2 separate regions of the Mus musculus genome follow, and region 2 is linked to region 1. A link is a contact called in public Hi-C data. All regions are on one chromosome and are shown on one strand. Each heading gives the region's core, a stretch centred on a gene start, on an enhancer-like site or on the middle of the called end of the contact. The rest is flanking DNA. Distances are from core to core; before and after follow the strand shown. Region 1 has its middle 33 kb from the start of Gm39831. Region 2 overlaps Tanc1 (tetratricopeptide repeat, ankyrin repeat and coiled-coil containing 1).

Region 1 (6,385 bases), core at 2,321-4,820:
AGGCCTCTTCTTGTCCATTTTCACTCGATTCCCACCCAGGTTGCTTATCTGAGGACAAAGGTGGTCAAGATAACTGTGTTATCTCCGAACCAACAGGCTCTTGTCCCTCCCATTCCTCTTGTCATAAAGCAACCAGAGCAACCTTTCAAAACAGAAGTTTGAATAGTTTCCCACTTATGATTGTGTGTGTGTGTGTTCATGTGTGCATGAACACTCGTGCATGTGCGTATGTACATGTGTCATGTTGGGGTGTGTGTGTCAAAGGACAGCTTCTAAGATTTGGTTCCTTCCTACCATGATGCAGGTCCCAGAGACCAAACTCAGGCTGTCAGGTGTGGTAGTAAGTGATTTTATTTCAGAGCTCTGTATTGCTGGCCCTTTAAGTCTGGTTTGTGAGGTATAATCTATGTATAAGAGACATCAGCGCCGGGCAGTGGTGGTGCACACCTTTAATCCCAGCACTTGGGAGGCAGAGGCAGGTGAATTTCTGAGTTCAAGGCCAGCCTGGTCTACAGAGTGAGTTCCAGGACAGCCAGAGCAACACAGAGAAACCCTATCTCAAAAAAAAAAAAAAAAAAAAAGACAAAACAAAACAAAACAAAGAGACATCAGCTCTTTGAAGGTATAAAATCCTTACATCCTTTGTAGACAAATTTTTCTCTACCCAGAGCCATCTGTGTTTTGTCCTGTACTAGAATTGTTTTCATAACCCATAAATGAAAGCAACCCTGAGGTTGGCTTGTTTCCTTCTCTTAGCATGGTGGATTTGGAAATCTATTCCTGTCATTACACCTATCAGTCCTTGGTCTTTTTATTGCTAGGTAGTGTTACAGTTACAACACTGCCCCAATTATCAATGCAGGCTGCTAGGCATTGGATCTGTACAAGGCACATCCTCATTTCTCTTGGGTGTATATATAGGTATGGGACTGCTGGGCCTATGGTTGATGTGTGTTAACATCTCTTAGAACCTGTTGGGATCTAGTAAAGGTGGATGCACCATTTTACATGAATTGCAAGTTTTCTACATTGCCCTCAGCATTTGACACTGTCATTGATTTAAAACTCCAGCCAATCTATTGCCATTGCATTTCCCTAATGACTAATGACTCTGGGAATCCTATCACATGCCTACATCCATATCTTTTCTTCAGTTAAGTATGCAAACTTGTTGCCTACAGAGAAAAGGGGCTGGAGAGATTGGGCATCAGTTAAGAGCACAGGTTGCTCTTGCCGTAGACCTGGGTTCAGGTCCCAGCACCCTCATGGTGGCTCATAATCATCAATAACTCCAGTTCATCAATAACTCCAATGCCCTCTTCTGACCTCCATAGGCACCAGAAATACAAGTGGTGTATAGTAGTATATACAGGCAAAGCAGTCACACACAGAAATAAAGTAAACAACTTTAAATTAAAAAATAAAATGTTGTGGGATCCAGCTCAAGGGGGCCCCAAGGCCTGATACTATTACTCAGGCTATGGAGTGCTCACAAAAAGGGACCTGGCATGACTGCCCTCTGAAAGACCCAACAAGCAGCTGAAAGAGTCAGATGCAGATATTTGCACCCAACCAATGGACAGAAGCAGCTGACCCCTGTTGTTGAATTAGGGAAGGCTGAAAGAAGCTGAGGAGAAGGGCGATCCTGTAGAAGGACAAGCAGTCTCAATTAATCTGGACCCCTGAGATCTCTCAAACACTGGACCACCAAACAGCCCCCAACACACATACAGTAGAGGACTTCCAGGCCTGTATTCATTCAGAGATGATGCACCTAACTCTCAAGATCCTGGAGGCCCCAGGGAGTTTAGAGGTCAGGTGGGGTGGGGAAGAGGTGTGGGATGTGGAGCAGTCGGAGGGTGCATGGGGAGGGGTGGGGAATGGAATATGGAGTGTAAAAAATGAATTACAAATAAAATTAAATTAAAAAAAAGAAGAAAAAGAAAGTGTGGTCTTATTACTAAGTTGCCCAGCTATCTGAAATAAAAGTTCTGAATAGAACTTATATGAATGTAGTTGAAAAGCACTCAGGAAAAAAAAAATATATATACACACACACACATACATACATATATATGCACAAACATACAAACACACACACACACATATATATACATATATCACACACACACACATATATATACATATATATATATATACACATACACACACACACACACACACACACACACATATATATATATATATATATACACACATACACATATATACACATACACACATACATATTTGTATGTATATATACTGGAGCACCCATGCATCCTGGATACCATTCTCTGATGTGGTGATATTTTCTCAGTTTCATATGGCTCTACTGAAGGCATGGGCAGTGGTGTATTAGACAGTCCTCCACTGAGTTGTTTATAATAATTTCCTTTTCATCCTATAGTTGGGAATCAAACCCAAGCATGTCTATTCTTTTAAAGAGAAACTTATTCTCTCTCTCTCTCTCTCTCTCTCTCTCTGAAGGTCTCTGGCTGGCCTAGAACTCACTACTAAGACCAGGCTGGCCTCGAACTCATAGTCTTTACTCTTGCCTCCGCATGCTGGCATTAAAGGCGAGTGCCCTCTTAGCCCCTCTCCCCGTCTGTCTTCCTGTTTCCCCCATTTATTTTTATGGCAGATGTCTCTTGCTTACATCCCTGCCCTTGCTTCTGATCTTTATCCACTGGGAGATTTTGTGATCTGCATTTCAGGCTCACTAACAGTTCATGGAGTTCGCTCTTCATAAGCTCCTCTTTTGATCATCGTTCACCCTCAGCTAATTTGCTCAAGTGAAGAGCGAAATCCCAGGAGGAGATTAGCAAGGAGGACACATTTGGCGCTCTCAGACAAAGTGTTACTCAACTTGATCCTTCTCTTCTCACTCAGAGGGACGTTTAGAATGGAGTAGTAAGTTCTTTGATATTTGATATTTAACAATCTCATTCTTTTGTTGTTTTCTTAGTTTTAAAGAGCTAGGCTGAAGTTAAACACTGATGTAAAAAAAAAAAAAGAAAAAAACCCCAGCAACTTTTCAATTGCTCAAGTAGAGGAAGGTAAGGCTGAAAAACAACCACAGCTTGCTTGCTGACCAGTTCTTAATTTAACCCCCATCTTATCTTTGGTATTTTGAGACCCTTTTAACTCTAGACACAGGCCTGGGGTGTGTTGTAGCTCAGTGGTGAGGTTACCTCCCGGGGGTGAGGGCGTGGCTTTGATCCCCAGCACCTGAAAAAAAGTTAAAACAAATCGAATACACTCACTTATTGTAACTTGTGGGTTGATCGTGTTTGGGAAGAGGCTCAGAACTCTTCCAGGCCCCCGCTCCTGGTTCACGTCTCCGGCACAGGTTATATTCAGCCTTGCCATCAACAGAGTCTGTGGTATTTTTCTTTCCTTGTTGTTTATTTAAAGAGCCACGGTGAAGCACATCCACAGGCCCACGATGTAAACCCTGCATGACTGCTTTGTTTGACTTAATGAAGATGTGCTTTGGACTCACCTCTTCCCTCAGGCCTCACCTCTGCCCCCGACAGAGTGTCAGACCCTGAAATTTATGGGCATTCTGACCTGCGGGGCCAGGAAGTGCATGGGACCGGAGAAGGGGGATAGGAGGGAGATTGGACCCCAGTGGGGGTCAGGGAGGCACATACCTGCGTCTCTTGTTTCCATAGAACAGTTTTTAAACTGCAGAGGTGGGCTATTCTGGAAATGATCTTAGCATGTGAATGTCTGTTTAAATGACTTCTCTTCCATATCATTTAATTGAATGGGGGAGGGGACTTGATACAATCAGAACACTTCTAGTAGCCGCACATGTCCAGGCAGACATGATGTTACAGTACATGATCTCTTTTAGGCTGAATTTTACTGCAAAATATTTTTTCTTTTTTTTTTTTAAGGACTAATCTTGCCGTCCCTGTTAAGCTACAAGGCAGAGAAGACTGAAAGAGGCCTTAGAGGAAAGCTCTGGATTTAAAAATATTTTTAAATGGTCTCATTGAGAAAATTTCTCAAATGAGAGTCACCCTCGAATGAATGAACGAGGGAGTGCTCTACCAAATTATGCGGACACAAAGAAGAGAAGCAGCCATTCTATCGGAACAAATGCAGCCCGCTTTGTTTGGGAGACGAATCATTCTTGCAGCCTGTTTGGAAATGTCACTTTTAAGTCAATGAGAGTTGTGTCCCTATAAGAGGGGATGTGAGACCCTATTATATTCATCAAGATGCTATGTTTTTGCCTCTGAATAGTTTCCACAGTGCATGGAAATTCCTGTTTGGGGGTGGGTGGGTAGGGACGTCCCTTTAATGTCCTAAACTGTTTTCAGGTTTTACAAAGTCCTTCAGTTGCCACGTTTAAAGGGCAGACATGACCACACTGGAATACAAGCCAGCCAGCTACAGAAGTTCTGGGGTTTTTTGTTTTTGTTTTGTTTGTTTGTTTTAGACGAGCTTTTTGAACCCTTAGCATGGTGAAAACAGAGTCCTTGGTTCGCTGGGGAGCTTGTCCTCCAGAAGCCATGCAGGGCTTACCGTTTTCTCTCGCTCTTGGGGATATTGTTACCTACTGTAGCTGGGTCCTTAATGGGGCTAACCAGAGCAGTGGTGTTGTCCAGCACATCAAGCGTTTAGAGGTCGGACGGAACTCAACTCCATGGGGAATGCAAGCCATTGCCAAGAAGTAACCTGATTGGCTGCCCATTAGTGCTTCCGGGCAGCAACAGTCATGTGACCCTCTTGCCTCTGTCCCCCAAAAGATCAGTAAGTTCACAAGGCCAATTTGCTTTGTTGAAAACAGTGGTCACTGTTTTAATTACTGTAAGAGACTGCAGGCTGGCTGGGCAGTGGTGGCGCACGCCTTTAATCCCAGCACTTGGGAGGCAGAGACAGGAGGATTTCTGGGTTCGAGGCCAGCCTGGGCAACACTTCAGCCCTACCAAACTCCTCAGACAGATCTAGTTAAACGTGAAGTAACGGATGAGGGGGGCATTTTTATATGAACTACACATGACTTTTTAAGAGACAAATGCCCTCTACAGAAACAGGAAGAAAGCTTGCATGGAATGGAGCCAGCCTTGCTTAAGGACAACTGAGATCCTGAGGGCAGAGAGCAGCGGAGGGAGAGGCAGACGCTTTCCTCTGGGAACTCGGTCCAGAAATGGATGAGGACCGACCTCTGGTACTCAGCCCCTTAGGAGAAACCTGGAGACTTTGATCCGACCGAAAGGTCTACCTCCAAAAGGAGAGCAAAAGGCATTGCTTGACAAAGATAAAACTCTCCACGCACCTTTTTTGGTATTCAATCTCTGTGAAACTTCAGAGCTTAATAAACTTTCAGTATGTGGCCAGTGTGGGAGTCAGAACCAGAAAATACATTTCATGTCCGTATTTCTCAGTGGGCCTTTAAGGTTAGCAATAGTGTAGATGCAGTTCCACATATTTTGGTCACAAATATAATAATATTATTATCATTTGTCATTGTAAAAAGAATATTAAGAATAGTACAGAAATATATGTTATGTTTTACTATGTGCCAGGCACTGCACTAAGTATGTGTACATTCATGCTTCAAGCAGTTGCCAAAGGATTGATCTTGCTAGATCTGTTTTACAAGTGAAAAAAACCTAAGCTGGAGGAGTTGCCCAAATTACCAAGATGTTTACCTTGGAGAAGGCAGTATTTGGATCTTGGCTGTATAAACTCTAATGTGTTCAGTTTTACTAAGGTGAACCCAGAGCATGTTCAATTTTAATTAAGTAGAGCAAGATCCACAGTTGAGCGGAGAGGCAGGTGGGAGAGATTACTTCCTGGTTAAAAGTTGCTCTTCCAGAGGGACCCTTTTGATTCCCAGCATACACGGTGACTCACAACTGTCCTTAATGCCAGTTCCAGGGGTTCCATCACCTCTTCTGGCCTCTGTGGACACCAGGCAGGTATGTGGTAAAGGCAAAATGTTCATCCACATTAGAAAGAGAAAGAAAGCGAGGGAGGGAAGTTAAAGAACATGAGTGTGGTTACAGCACCTTTAAAGGTCGATCAAGCTTAAACTCAGGCATGTTGAGCCTAGACTCACGGCAATTAATGTCTACGATATCACAAAGAACATACATATTTCTCACGGTGTTGAGAAAAAGCATTCCATGTTCACGTTGAGTTTTAAAAACACGAGGCCTGAACTGTTTTGTCTAAATTCTTCATTATAAGCAAGTGGTTTTTATCACCTTGAGATCCTCTCAAATCCAGGGCCACGGCGGATGCTTGCACCTTTGGTTGGTCTGTACTGCCCCCTAGTGGTTAGCGGAAAACACTATCATGCTGTCTGATGACAAAGCATCTTCAGATATTCCTTGTAAATCTGCAGAACAAACGTACGTGTGTG
Region 2 (6,385 bases), core at 1,514-4,013, 230 kb before region 1:
ACTGCTAAACCCCCCCCCCCTCACTTTCCCATTCTTATGTCAATTTATTCAGCTCTTCATGCTTAGCCAAGTTAAGGGAAAATATCGACCAAGGAGCACTGTTGATGACATAAATGGTCCTAAGAACTTAAGACACCGTGATAGTAAAAGTTTTAACAAACCTACTCAAAATAGGAATCTCAAGAAGTTCTTTATAAGGCAACTAGAAGGTGGCTGCTTCAGGGCCATTGCAGACTGGCAGCAATTCTCTCCTTAATATCGCCTTCCTGGTACTCGGCTCGGATCCCAGAGTTGGTAAAACACAGCTCTCATCCGTATGGAGCCAAAATGAAATAGTAAGTACACTGAAGGAGACCACCGTGGGCTGCGGGAGCATCGACCACAGAGTCTCATAGCAGAGATGGGGGAGATTACAAAAATCAAGTGTTAGTTAGGAGCTTCCTGGCAGTTTAGTCCTTCCCTGGCAGAGCAGAAAGCTAAGCCAGTGCCTTTGCTTCTTGTGTGTAAATGCTAGCAGGGGCTGGGGATGGAGCTTAGCTGTATTTTGCTTGGTTCACACATACTGAGCCTTAGTCTGATACCTTGTATTGCAAAACAAGTCGGTTTCAACATTCCAGCCCTGCACCTGAGCAAGGGAAAAGCAAATGGCAGATGGGTGGCTCTGCTCCTGAACACGCTTGCAGACGTCTGACCTCCAGCCTGAATGGCACCTTTAAAATCGAGACACACTCAACGCCAAGACTCAAGCTAACAGTAAAGATGAGAAGTCTGTCCCAAAAAGGTAGCAGTGGCCAAATCCTTGAAGGGAGATTAAATTCTCAGAAGGACATGGCATTTCAAGAGCTAAGGAAGTCTCGTGTGGCTACCACTGAATTAGCATCAAAGGTCTGTCCATGGAGGAGAGCACAGACACAGAGCACAAACAAAGCTGCTCCGCAGGAAGAGCTTGCTGAAATGAATTCACAAAGCAGAAGAGGTAGAGAAGATGAGAAAGCCAACTGGCTGGATCAGCTCAGGCAAAGGCCTTGAGGCTGGGAAATAAATAAATAAATAAATAAATAAATAAATAAATAAATAAGGATTTGCGGTAAGGCCTCCATTCATACAGAATTCCCCAAATCAGCTCAAACAACAATTTCAAGCTGCTGGAATGTCACTCGTGGCAATGGCGACCGTGTTCTAAGACCAGCTTGTAAGGACAGGTACCTGATTTTGAACATACTAGAAGTTAACCGATAGTTTAAGGGAATGACTATTATGTGTAGATTACATTTTTTTTTCCCGAGACAGGGTTTCTCTGTATAACCCTGGCTGTCCTGGAGCTCACTTTGTAGACCAGGCTGGCCTCAAACTCAGAAATCCACCTGCCTCTGCCTCCTGAGTGCTGGAATTAAAGGCGTGCACCACCACGCCCGGCGTAGATTACATTTTGAAACCGAAATGAGTGCAACATGAAACGGATCCGTAAGAGTTCGGTCCCACCGAGATCAGCCTCCTGGCTGTAGCTGGGTCCTCCCCAATACATGCAGAGATCTACAGCGGGACCCCAGTACTTTCACGGGTGTGGGGTTCAGGAGCATCTTCAAAGTCTGAACTGGATAAACGCATGATTTGGTTTTTAAATTATACTTGGATGAAAGCGCAAGTGACCAGAGAACACGGAGCTCAGAGGTCTATTTGACTACGTATTAATGTGACTATGGAGCTGATGAAAGATGGCACATAACGGCTCCTCAAAGACATGGCCATAGCCCAGCAAAGGGAAGGCCGGGAACTGTTCAGAAGAGGCCCACTGTGATATCAACATGATTGTACAGCAGAAGGCTCGAGTGACGCCTTTGGGTCCCACCCGACTGTACCCGTCTGCTGGTGGAAAGCAGACACCCTAGATCACTGCTCTGCCACCGCTGAGCACGCCTGCAGGATCATACGAACAATCAGTCCAGGCTGGGGTACGGAAATGAACACTCTCAGAGTCACTGGATTCTAATATCGCACAGGTCTACGGGCTAACGAATTAGCTGAAATCCTTGGTTTTCTAGACAAGGAAGTATGTGAAGGAGTTAATTCAATATTGCTCAAGCCCATTAGAATTCAGTCTTCAACTCAGCAGGACTGCATCTACCAGGAGGCCCAGGAAGGCTTTCTTAGAAAACCCTGGCCTCAAAACAGTGACCAGATCCCATTATAAGCAACATTCAGAGAACACAAGCCCCATAGGTCATCAGGCGGGAAAGCAACCTTGAGATCTGGTTGTGAAAACTGCTTTATTTGCAGGCATTTCATTACCCTGCTGTGGTGCCCTAAGGGGACCTAATGCAAAGGAATGAAGTGACCGGGAAGGTGGGAGGGGTTTTGTTTTTGTTTTTGTTTTAAGAAAAAAAAAAAGCATATGGGTGCAGTGATATAAAATAAACATCAAGGAATAGAGAAGCTAAAATTCATTCTCTTGGCTGCAGGCAGCCCCCGAGTTGTCAGCAGTAAGGGGGGCGGGGGGTGTGTCTACAGTTTGACCTTCACGGGCCACAAGGAACCCTCTCACGAGGTGGCTATAGTGCTCCGGCTGCCATGCATCGGGCCGTTACATTGCCAGGTAGTGTGCTTCTTACCTATAATTCCACTGTCCTTGCTTTCCAGGGTGGAACTGGGGCTGCTAATGGTCTCGCAGGGACTTTTGCTGGCTGCCGTCTTGCTGACACAGCTATTCAAGGTCGAGCAGGGGCTGTCGGTGCTGGGAGAGGCAGTGCTGCTTGTGAGTGTGGAACAAGGGCTGATGCCTTGACTCAGGGCTGTGCACTGCAAGGGGAAGGGAGGGAGGGAGGGAGAGAGGGAGGGAGGGGTTAACACGGCTTACACAGTATGTGTGCTTCAACACATGTTTTTGTTTTGGACGCCAAAATGATGAAACTTAAACACAAGACAAACGGAGACATTTTTTTTTAACTTCTGTAGCTAAATAGGGACAGACACGATTTTCCAAAATGCTTAAAAGAGATGTGTCTTTCTTTGTTCTGGTTGCCTCCTTTGAGGTTTCAACTAAAAGGGCAGTCTTAGCAATGCTTCAGTGGGAACACAAATTCATAAAACAGAGATGGCCAACAGGCAGACTTCCTTTCATTTAAAGCCTCAAGAAGACAAATGGGTTATTTGACCTCTGTGCGGGGAAACCTGGGGACCATGTTTCTATAATGTTTCACAAGCACGGCAGCCTGACTTTATTCCTCAAGATTTATAAGCTGTGTGTTCAGGAAAGGAGACTGGTGACCACTGCAGTCTCCATCAACGCCCTCCCCCGCCACCCTCCGCCCCAGCCATGCCTCCTCACAGAGACCCTGGGTGGAGGGAGGCAGAAGTCCCAACTCCTTGCACTGCTACTTGCACATTCACAGGTGGCGGGAGCCTGGTGGCTGGGTTCCCTGAGACGGAGTGCGTCTCCCTGAAGGGTGAGACATTTGATTCTCTCCCATTTTGTCTCTACCTCATCTCCTATCAATATTCTCTTCACCCCACTGACTTCCCCCTCACCCCCCATCCCAACAGCTGAGAGAGCACAGAAAACCACAGACCAAAGCAGTTCGTGAGAGTAACGGTGCTCTCAAGACAGAAGTACCCTTATTACAAGACGACATGTAGCTGATATTCTCTGGGCCATGGCTGTAAGGTTAATATGGACATTTTCTTAAGTTCTGATCCCTTCTGTTTGTCCTTAACAATTTCCACCACTATCCCCAGCTGAGACCCAGAAACTAACTGTTGTATTAAATTTCAAAACACAAGTGCCCAGAACTCATTTGACCAAACAGTAATGAGAGCCCCACTCTCCCACACGTGCCGGTAGGGTGCATGCTGAGCATGTAGGAAATGCAGCTTCTTCCTCTGGCATTACCATGGCTTCATTTTTGTCTTCAATGGTTATGTGTGTGGCGCTCGGGATCCCCTCTCCCAGTAGAAATCCCAGCCTTGTCAACAGTTCTTGAGCTGCTGGAGAGCAGCTCGGTTCATTATCAGCCTTCGCTTCTGGAACAAAGAAAGACAACAGTGAAGATTCCCGAATGGGGAGTTCTGGCTTCCGCATCTGGACGAGCCGGCACTCCAGCTGCCTGTCTGACGCTCTTATGCCCCCTTATAAGATGCACCAAGTTTGACGATGCTGCCCGTCCTCCAGCAGCAGAACGCTCTAATTAAGAGGCTGTGAAAGGTTGAGAAAAACAATCACAGAGAAACTCCAAATGCAAAAGGGGAAATATTTGATCTGAAAAAAGGAATATTTTCCATGTCATTATCTGATAGCATTCCAATTCCTACATCACGTGAAAAGGATACCACAGAGAAGGGTTTCTGCTTCACCTTATCCTCAGAGAGCACTCTGTCCAGTGCCACAGGAGGCCAGCATTAAAACCCAAACCGCATGCTGCAAAGACCCAGGTGCAGGAGGACGTGGGTGGCAAACTTGCTGGACATACACTCCAGAGCAGTGAGACTCAAAGCCCACTTCCCACTCAGGTGCCAATCTAAGACTCCACCTGAATCAGAGACAGTGAAAACAGTCACGGACAGGACCTAATGTACTGCTGTTCATGCCACACGCCAAAGGTTCTGGGTACACTGCACATAAAGGTGGGATGATCCAAGGCCGCTCATCTGGATTTCTGTACTAAAGAGAGCGTTCACGTTGAAAGTTACTTACATGCCCAGCTAGAGACTAATCTTGAACCCCAAACCCAAGGGCACTTAGATTTTGTCAACTATGGCTGACAAATAACTATTTTCAACATTATTCTAACTCCTCTGTCACAACTTAAAGCACCCACTGGGGTGCGATGAAACACAGAAGCTAGCCATGCTTCCTGAAGCTGGAACTTAAGCACAATTTGTGAGTCTCGAGACAATTAAGCCAGGTTCTGTTTGCTCTTAGGCTTGTCAAAACACCGAGACCTACACATGCTTGAACCTCTTTTGCCAACACATGCTTGAACCTCTTTTGCCAACATGTGGAAACCAACAATGAGCGAGGAGACTGAGGGTGGATAACAGCCATGCTGTGAGCTAACATCACCACCGCCATGCTCAGCTCTAACGGCATCTGCAAAGTGCAAGTGGGCAAAACCTTTGTGAAAACCGTATGGATGACGGTCCTCGGTTACACAGCAGTTTTGCCATGCCGTGTACCCAGAACGGCAGCTGTGAGACAGACAAGGCTGGTGACATCTTCATAATACAAAAGACACACACCACTTGCTCGCTCTGGAAAACCTCCCTGTTCAGGGCATGAAGCCTGTTTGCAAGATCTTTTTCAGTCACTCTAGAACAACAGTGGTGAGGCCGCTCTGTGTCTAGAGCCCTGATGTTTCCAGATCATTTGGGTTAAACTCATTATATCCATGGGCCCACTCCAACACAGGCGAAGGGAAACACCGCAGGGCAGGTGAACCACACCCCTACCAAAACCCTAGAAAAAGTCCCTTCCTACTAGAGACTTCAAACCACAAATTCTTAAGGGAGATGGCACTTGGGAAAGGAGGGGGGAAACCAAATCAAATCAACACAACCCAGACACACCCAAAGGCTGAGTCGGGAAAACAGGTTCTATAGGTTCCTCCCCACCCCCCACTCCCACACACAACCTTCATCCTGCAAACCTCACCCTTCTGCATGCAGTGTGCTTCGGGGCTCAGACAGCTCCTTATCTCAGGTGGCAAGATGACTGGGGGGCAGGGATGAGATGAAGATGGAGAGAGAAATGAGTGGGTGAGGGGACAGACCTCAGCAGCTTCTCTACTCCACACCCCGCCCCTCTCTTTCCAAAACAGTCTCCACACGGCTGTGCCACTGGGACTGTGTTCCAGCCCCAGAAAGTCTAGCTTCTGGTTCAACCTGAAACACTCTGGGGAAAGAGCCAGAAACTCCACCCTGTTGGCAGCTGGTCTAGAGGCCAAAAGCAGCTGTACATGCATGCTTGGCTGCTACAAAATTTACCCTGTTGACAAACATAGCCTATGGCTCACTTGGGACTCGTTTGAAAGTTCTAGATCCTGTGCAGGATCCGTACACGGAAGAGGGGCATTACTGTTCCTTGTCACTGCTACCTCTATACTGAACCTGCAGGTAGAAACCCCAAGTTTTCATGCGAGCGAGCGAGCGAGAGAGAGAGATCTACAAGAATCTAAAAACAACCAGTTGGCCAGGCATGGCAGTAAAGGCCTATAGCACTTAGGCTGAAGAAAAGGGACTGTTGTTATAGGATTGAGACCAGCCTAGGCTACATAGGAAATGCAGGACAGCAAGGGCTACACAGGAAGACATTTGTCTCAAAAAAAAAAAAAAATGAACCCCTGCCAAACAAAACTTCTCCTTCAGTCTCCATGTTCAGATGAGCTGGAAAACT

Evidence for each region. A called contact is a pair of places that touch in the nucleus more often than the background predicts.
Region 2: a contact with region 1 is called in a Hi-C map of nephron progenitors, with 2.2 times the contacts expected there. The contact joins two enhancer-like sites. A contact is called at or near these places in 1 of 15 datasets of contacts at CTCF or cohesin (the NIH/3T3 cell line), 4 of 484 Hi-C or Micro-C datasets (bone marrow-derived macrophages, embryonic fibroblasts, embryonic stem cells and 1 more), 11 of 115 datasets of contacts at active chromatin or transcription factors (cardiomyocytes, differentiating embryonic stem cells, embryonic basal ganglia and 3 more) and 3 of 9 other capture datasets (adipose tissue, liver and pancreatic islet).

What each region holds. Positions count from the first base shown.
Region 1 is chr2:59,541,581-59,547,965 of GRCm38.p6, reverse strand. No RefSeq gene overlaps it. Among named protein-coding and RNA genes, the nearest start is that of Gm39831, 33 kb to the right of the region's middle. Within about 2 kb of position 3,570, at least 22 of the 459 cell types and tissues checked have an H3K27ac peak or open chromatin away from gene starts, as enhancers often do. A contact at or near this core is called in nephron progenitors, where this site is marked.
Region 2 is chr2:59,768,764-59,775,148 of GRCm38.p6, reverse strand. It overlaps Tanc1 (tetratricopeptide repeat, ankyrin repeat and coiled-coil containing 1), which reads right to left. Exons shown (of 27, transcript NM_198294.3): 6 at 3,887-4,017; 7 at 2,610-2,796. Among named protein-coding and RNA genes, the nearest start is that of Wdsub1, 110 kb to the left of the region's middle. Within about 2 kb of position 2,763, at least 37 of the 459 cell types and tissues checked have an H3K27ac peak or open chromatin away from gene starts, as enhancers often do. A contact at or near this core is called in nephron progenitors, where this site is marked.